Regions from separate parts of the Gossypium arboreum genome. Here region 1 is linked to region 2. A link is a contact called in public Hi-C data. All regions are on one chromosome and are shown on one strand. The core of a region is the stretch at or near the end of the contact, and the rest is flanking DNA. Distances in the headings are between cores, read along the strand shown. Region 1 holds the start of LOC108464503 (pyruvate kinase, cytosolic isozyme-like). Region 2 has its middle 11 kb from the start of LOC108464386.

The links. Hi-C and Micro-C count contacts between places; a contact is called where the count stands out from the background.
Region 1: a contact with region 2 is called in a Hi-C map of leaf, with 3 times the contacts expected there. The contact joins the promoter of LOC108464503 here to the enhancer-like site in region 2. A contact is called at or near these places in 2 of 5 Hi-C or Micro-C datasets (both in leaf).

Annotation. Positions count from the first base shown.
Region 1 is chr13:10,108,591-10,113,070 of ASM2569848v2, forward strand. LOC108464503 (pyruvate kinase, cytosolic isozyme-like) reads right to left here and starts at 2,510. Exons shown (of 4, transcript XM_017764840.2): 1 at 2,415-2,510; 2 at 1,849-2,140; 3 at 130-591. The coding sequence starts at 2,106.
Region 2 is chr13:10,067,197-10,071,490 of ASM2569848v2, forward strand. It overlaps the pseudogene LOC108462627. Among protein-coding and RNA genes, the nearest start is that of LOC108464386, 11 kb to the left of the region's middle. Within about 2 kb of position 2,390, at least 2 of the 2 cell types and tissues checked have an H3K27ac peak or open chromatin away from gene starts, as enhancers often do. A contact at or near this core is called in leaf, where this site is marked.

The sequences.
Region 1 (4,480 bases), core at 1,260-3,759, 42 kb after region 2:
CACAAATCAATCAGCCTCGGTCTTCTTCTCTTAAGATGAAATTCATAGAGACATACAATGATCACATAAAGAAACCACATAAAATCTTATCAATGATGGTAGTTCAACAGTGAAACAGAAACAAGATACCTTTGACATCAATTGAATCTGCTTTGCATTGGGACCAAGAACCTTACGGACATTAACAAGATCGGACCCTTTGCGTACAAATGAAAGAGCAATCATATCGATATTGTTGGGAACTCCCCATCCTAAGATATCTTCCTTATCCTTCTCTGTGAGCGTGGGAAGATCCACCACAACACCAGGAAGGTTGACATTTTTCCGTTCACCAATCATAGCAGTATTCTCACAGCGACATCTCACAGTTCCAGCAGAAGGATCACATTCTAAAACCGTTAGAGTGATTGTACCGTCTGCACACAAAATGGTGTTCCCGGGTTTGAGATCAACAGCCAACTTTTTGTAGCTCATTGAGATCATATTCCCATCCCCCTTGATAACATAATCAGTTGTGATTGTAATTTCTTGGCCCTCCTTAAGGTGAACAGGTTTCCCATCCTTTAAGAATCCGGTTCGAATTTCGGGACCCTGCCACAACAGAGCAAATCAAACACAAACTACCATCTCAAAGAAGGAAAATATAGAAGTTAGAAGAGCTGAGAACAAAGAGAAAAGAAAACCCAGACATTCTTATGACCTATGTTACTCGGACTCGGACTTGAACTCAAACTCAAGTGTATGTGCCTTACACTGTTATAGTTAGATTTTTCTAAGTTTTTTCATGTATTTAGAGGATCCTTGGAGGTCAGATCGTATCCCAGTCAATCAAGGTTGCACCTAGGCGAGCCTGCATCTTAGCTAGAAAACAAAACAGCTTCAAATCATTTCGGGCCAAGGCCATTCGATCCCGCGCACACTGTGTGCGCCTAGACGCCCATTTTTGCAAGGTGATAGGCATAAAAAAAAGCCCGACTTATTGAAGTTCGCCTTAATTTCTTTTAGATTTCACTTTTCTTCATTGAATATACCTTTATTTTTCCTTTTAGATTTCACTTTTTTTCATTAACCATACCTTTACCAGTAAGAAAGGGAAAATATCAAATTTTATACTTATGGAGTATTCAGCAGATATAAGCCATAAAAATCATGCATATTTACTAATAAAAAACTTGTATATATATACAAGGGTTTCAAGCAACTAGAGTTTAAGGCTAAGGAAAAAAATCAAAAACTGATTGGAACCAAGGTGTTTAGACTATTTTTAAATAAAAGTTAAAAAAACCATAATTATCCGAACCAAATTTTATATTTTATTAATTTATAATTAACTTTAATTTTTATGATCTAAAATAAACATTCTAGGTTTAAAATAATTAAAATAACTTAAAAATTCTATATAAAAATTATGTTAAAAACTATATTAGATTTATTGATTTTTTATTTACTTGAAAAATTTAATTTTAGCAGATTTTAAAAACTAACAAATAATATAAAAAAAAAAAAGAGTCCAAGGAACCCAAAATCTAAAATTAGTATGAAAAAACAAAAAACCAAATAAAAGGAATTGGATTATGATGGATAGTTCAAAAAATCCTATTGAACTGATCTGAACTCACCCTAAATAGAGTGTGCCTTGTATCTAATGACACATTATCTTTCATTTGGACTTTAACAAACAAATATCCATATAAGCAATGCTTGGTTACTAAAAGTAGAGAATTTCTGGGCCCAAAAATTGATTTCTTTATTATCTCTAATCTACCCTTTAATCCCCGTTCAAATACACAAATAATGATAAAAAAGAAAGTAATAAAACTATGAGATAATGATGGGGTAAAGGGGAACCTTGGTGTCAAGCATGACGGCGCAGAGGATGCCGGTACTTTGCATGGCAGCCCTGAGATTGTTCAAGGTCTCCTGGTGATATTCATGGCTGCCATGGGAGAAATTGAAGCGAGCAACGTTCATGCCGGCCCTCAGCAGCTTCTCGATCATGGGTACCGATCGCGATGCCGGACCCAGAGTGCAAACGATTTTGGTTTTGGCGATACGGCCATCATTTGGCAGCTCCTTCAAGATCCCATCAATGTCTATATTCGCCATTTCCTTTTTGATTTGCTCAAAATAAAAATCTGCTCTGCTGCACCCATTATCAATTAAAAAATATTAAAAGTCATCAATGAAAAAGATTGGGTAAGAAAACCCAGAGAAAAGGAACATTGAGATAAACAGAATGGGGTTAAGGTAGGATTGGTGAGAGAGATCAAATGAGGTAAATACAGAGATGGTTTTTTAAGATATATATATATACATATATATGTATAAAACCATATGAACAAATTACAAGCAAACAAAAAAATAAAAATAAAAATGCTTTATGTCGAGTTAAATTGAGAAATGAGATACTATACCTTATAAGCCAAAAAAGAGTAGTTTTGAAGAACAGAACAGTGAGGAGAGTGGTGGGTGGTGTGGTGGCTTTTTGTAGTATGAGAGAGGACTGCAGGAGGAGTTTAGAAACTGAAAAGTAAAAGGTTGTATTTCTAATTTAACCCTTCAATTATACCATAATTTTACATATTAGTCCTTACAATTTTTAAGTGGTTTTCAGGTTATCAATTTTGTCCTAGTTTTAAAAACAATATTATCCAATAAGAATGTGAAATGTGGCATAGTATGTAGTAGATTCTTTTTTTATTAAATGAAATAAAATTAATAGTTAAAATAAAAACTTTTAAGGATGGATATTGAAAATTGGATATAGTTTGCAGGCCGACTTACTAATAAAACCAATATAAAAGGAAAAAAATTAATGTAAGGGACACGTGGTGGTAGGTGGCCCATTGGAGATTTTGTAAATCTTTGGATGTAGAATTATTGGTATTTGAATTAAAACAACAAGACTCAGAATCTAATTATAATTAGAGTGGTGAATATTTTAACTTGCAAATTTAGATATTTTAATCAATATATTTTTTAATTAAATTTATTTCAATATTTAAATATAAATTAATGATGTGTTGCCATATAATCATTTAAAAATTTGAAGTGATGTCTTGGAATAATCTTAATTATCAAACTTTTACATTTAGATAATAAAAGCAAAAAAGAAAATGTTTTATTGGAAGGTGAGGGATGGGTAGATAGGCGTGCGTACATGCGGTGGATGGGTTTTCCTTTTGGTTCCTTTTTGTCCCTCTTGTGTGGGCAAAGGCTCAAACTACACTCTTGTATTATTCATTCCTCCCCCAAAGATTTACTTCGCTTTTAGCTTTTTTCTTTGTTTTTGTTTTTATTTTTACTTTTTCCCATATTTCCAACTACAATAATCTTAGTAATTTATCCCAGTTTTGCTCTCAAATAATCTCTACTCATTTCAACTTTTTTAAGGCTAAACAAACAATTTATCCCTTCTCTTATTTTTTTTCCCTTACATATCGTTTTACTTTCAAATTATTGGCATTTAATAAATATGTAAAACATGTCACATTTTATTGTTATTTTTTCTATTTTAAGTATATTCGAATGAAAATGATAATTTAATATGATAAAAAATTAAATATCAAAATAACAAATAATGTAGTCTAAGAGATAAATCATGACTTAACATCTTTTTACATTAAAATATATTTTAATTTTATGTAATTTTGCATCTTTAAAATTTAATTCATTTATTTTACAGATTAAAAATATAAGTTCAATTATTAACATCATTAAAATTTTTCTGTTATATTTAGATGCATTACAATTATTATTAATTTTGTTATTTTTTATCAAATAAAAATATATTTCAAAATATTACACCAATAAATTTAATAAAATAATTGTAATAAGATTAACACTTAAATATATTTTTGAAATTTTAAAAAAATTCCAACTTATAAAAACAGAATATTTTTATATTATAAAAGCCTAAATAAACACGTGTTGAAATTCGGAAGGACAACAATGTCCGCAGCCTCATATTTAAGTCACGTGTGAATTTAGTATTTTATATTAAATTCTTTTAGATATATTTTGATTTTATTGTGATTGTGTTTTTCATAAAATTATTCCTCATATAAAACTAAAAATACAACATTTAAATATATTTCTTGCAAGAAAACTTATAAATATATATATCAACAGGTAGATATTTGGTACATAGGATAGTTTATTTTGACTTTTAGTGGTTAATATTTTTAATTTTACAATAAATAAAAATATTTAAAAACTTAGAATGTGGTAGTTTTAAAATAATATAAGTCAAATTTCAAACTTTGACTTCTAATTAATTTAAATTTATAATAGATAATTTTTTAAAAAAAAGAGTATATTTTGAAAGCTAGACAGTAGTAGTTTTAAAATATACTTAGAAAATTTTGGTACTTAGAATATTTAAAATTATAAAATCAATGTTCAAACAATTTAATCCCCAAAAAATTCAATTATGGCAACTTAAATTAGTTGTGCTTTCCTATATGATAAACTCCATTTT
Region 2 (4,294 bases), core at 1,140-3,639:
AATTCACTTAATTGTAATTTTTTTCATCCGTAAAACTTAAACTCTATAAATCCTTTAAAAGACATGAGAATTATGTATTAGAAAGGAATTCATTCAGTTTTGTATTTATCTTGGATTTTTCCTTATCCTTCTAAAAGAAACCATATTTATTAAAAATAGTTAATTTTATTTTTAGGCACAATGATTTATTTTGTCCTCTATTTAAAAAATATTTTTGCTTTTTATTTAAAATGTCACTTTTTAGCATTTAAATTTGTATTATTTGTCAAATTATCTTCAAAATAGATGAAAAAGTTAACATTTATTAACTTTGTTGATGTAGCATACATGTGGACTACCACGTTAGAAATTACTTATTTTTAAATATAAAAATTTTAAAAGTATAAAATTATTTTTAAAAAATTTAACAGTTATTAGAAGTATAAAATTTTATATACTTTTTAATTTTAAAAATTAATTAATTGCTAATGTGATATGCACATAAACTTCCATGAGGGTGCCACATCCATAAAATTAATATAAGTTAACTTTTTCATTTATTTTAGGATAATTTGACAAACAATACAAGTTTAAGAGTTAAAATTAAGTGAAAAATTAAAATAAATTTTCTATAAAATTGAAGTACCAAATAAATTATTATACCTTATTTTTATTTCAAATAAATTGAATCTTATTTTATATTTTAGAATCTTAATTGGACCTGGAAAAAAACTTAAATCGACCCGATTCAAAATAGCAATTAAATATATATTGTAGAAACAAAAGATTCTGTATTTTCTGTTTCATCCATTTTGGCCACCATGACCTTAAATTAAATTTTTTATAATAATTGTTTAAGTTTTAAAAAATACGAATAAATGTTGATTGATTCTTATTTCAATTGGTATGCGTATTGTAGTTAATGTAAAAGGACATAAGTTCGAGTGTATTAAAATACATTATCTTCTTATTAATGGGTTGAGAAGGAGTTATAAATAATTCTAATCATTATCTAAAAAAAACAGATATTATCAAAATGTATAATAAAATTGTTAAAAAAATAAAATAAGAAATATGAATAAATAGTTTGCCATAAAAGTCATGTAGCCCAAAAAAAAAATTTATGGTTTTCCCCCTTATTTTCGATAAGGTTTAAGGCTCCAATTTCCTCTCATTTGAATTTCTTCCTAAATGTCAGAAGAAATAAGAAAAGAGAAGTCAAAATTGGCTGCGTTGGGAAGACTTGCAAATGCAGCATTTCTCAATTTTCTTTACTGCTCCAACTAACAAAAATGAAATGTAGTTTATTGTTATTAGGGTTAATTCCATTATATACCCTCAAACTATGATTAAGATTTTAAATTATTCTCAAACTTCAAACCGTTGTAATTAAAATTTTAAAGTATTAATATCAATATCGATCAAATTCTTCTATCAACATAGACATTAATTTGTTGTTATCGGTACCTCACTCAATAAAAATTTCACCACCCTTACCTCGTTGTATCAGGATATTACCAACTATGACCTCACCAAAAACAACACTATGCCAACTAATAGCAAGTGTTGGATCTTTCCTTGCATGGACTTCGCCTAGTCCATGTATATTCCATAATTACCTATCTAGAGAGTTATTGTGCTCCCTATATGGTCGACACAATGAAAGCCGTATTATACACGTGTAAAATCTAAGGTTAAATGAGGCCCACCTTCTCTTATAAATACTCTTCTTCCTTCTTTACGCACACATATAGAGAAACACCTCTTTCCTTCTTCAGCGACTCTCAACACTCAACTATTGTGTGAACACCCAACTTTGCTACCCATATGTCTTATCTATTAACACTTGTATATTAAATATTAGCTCAAATATGAGATGATACATATTTAAAATAACGCAAATTAGATCGTAAACACAGTGTTTCTATATGATTACAAATTTAATCCTTAAATTGACAAAAAGATTATAATTGTTTACTAATGCTTTGGTTATTTTAAAGTTTAAATAAGACTGAAATTAAAAATTGAGAATGTTTAGCACAAGTATGATATTTTATAATAAAAATAATGGAGCAGTAGTTGAATAAAATATGCAAAAGAAAGTAAAAATGGAACAACAAAGGTAGATTCTCATATTTGACCAAAGATAAATTAAAATGAAAATAAGAAGAACCTAAAAGACAAAGGTGCTTTCTTCAATTTTAAGTTACAACCAACGAATCCGCTTTATCCAAACCTAACTCTTTCCGACAGGAATCTCATTCGTCGCCGTAATCGCCGCCGCTTCCTCCTTCCTTTTCAGGTGGGTTTCAATGGAATTGTCAAACCCATATTTAAGGAATGGGAACCAATTTAGAAGAAGTTTTCCATATTCAATGGAATTGTCGCCGTAATCGCCGTAATCGCATTTTTGGAGGATTCTTGCATTTGAACACAAGCTCAGGTGGAGTATCCATCGGAACCAATTTAGAAGAAGCTTTCTTCTTCGAAGAAACTAAGGGTGAGGCAAACAATTGATATAACACTGCAGGTCAGCAAACCCACCAACCCATTGAACCGCCTCTTCTACACTAGAAGCCAAGAATCGAAAATCCTTATGCCTTCTCTTTGGTTTAATAAAAACCGAAAAGCCACAAGCACCCTTTTTAAGAGGGTAAGAATGCACAGTGAAATGTCTAACACCAACATTGTAGGATACCTATAAAGATAAAAGAAACTAAATAGGATGATTGCAAACAAAAACCCAAAATTAAACCTTATTGGAATGATCTATTGCAGAGATAATTCCAAACCTGAATGGGTCGTTTTAGTAAAGTTTTCCATGGAATTGTCGAACCCATATTTAAGGTATGTTTTGTATCTTTTATCTTACCAGTTTATATAGATTTTTCTAATTTTCCATATTATTTATGAATTTGATACTTTGGAATCACTAATCAGTTGTCCTTGATCATAATTGTTGTTGCTAGTCTGTAGTTCTCTTCCTATCCACCTTATCCACCCATAAGATGAATAAAATCCATAATATAATTTTCTCTTAAATGAACTTGCATTGATGTGTCAATGCATCTTATGATTGTGTATGCTTTTATTATTAGTTTCTCAGATAATTATCTTTTTTTTTAAATAATTCAAGAAATACCAAAATAGTATATTTTGTCAATTATTCACTAAATATCACGAAATGAATAGTGTAACATTTTCCCTGACACTAAATCACCATACCGAAAAGTGATTTAGCCCTCTCTTTTTCCAATAATGCTGGTAAAAAAAAAAAAAAAGAGAATGGTGTAGGGAGGGACTGGAAGCCGAGTGAGGCACGCACTGGCCAGTCTAATTAGTGCTAGGGAGGGGTCATTTTGGCCCTGTGAGGGACAGAGAATCTCTGTTGCCTTGGGGGCTAAATCGGCTACTCTTTCCTGGCTCCCTTTTTGACCGGCATTATTGGGAAAAGAAGGCTAAATCGCCTTTTGGTATGGCGATCTAGTGTCAGAAAAATGTTGCATTATTCATTTTTATTATTTTGGTACATATCAACTATTATAGTAACTTTTTTTTATGTATTATTTACCAAAAAATCCTCTTTTCTTTTGTGGCACGCTTTATTCATTTTTCTATAAATTCTTGCTTTTTTCTTTAGTTCTACGTCTATTTTCTTTTTTCCTGTTATTCTTATAGTCAATAAGAAACACAGACTTTAGGCTTGTTGTAAATGCAAACCGTGACAGCTTGCTGGATTTAAATTGGAGGTAGTCAAAACAACATCTGCAGGCCATGCTAAAAAGCTGGCATCTACTGTTGACATCAACACATGCCTTGATGATAGTACTGCTTCAAAATTTAACTACTTATTCTAGCTTTGTTTATGTTTTTAATGATTGTTATCATCATCTTACCTGTTAATATGAATTTAGATCATTTTACTTACTTTCAGGAATTATATGCTTTGGTGGTGATGGGATTATCAATGAGATTAGCCATTTCAATTTTAGTTAAATTCTGATTGATGTTTCATATTTATTTATTTTTCTAGATAACCTGTTGTTCAATTTTCAAGAGTGTAAGCAGAAATTAGGAGCCCGATATTGTTTGAGGTGCAAGAAAAGCACTTGCCGGAGCAAAATGGTGCATAAAATATTGAACATTAATAAATTTAAATGATTGTTCTGTGTCTAATAAATTTCTTAATCTATTTCTAAGATTAATCGCCTTAAGCATCATCATCAAATGAAAACTCCATGTTTCCTTCACTTTTAATGTTCTCCTGAATGATAACCGTCCGCATCCTGCTCCTTTTCATTGTCATCTTCCTCTT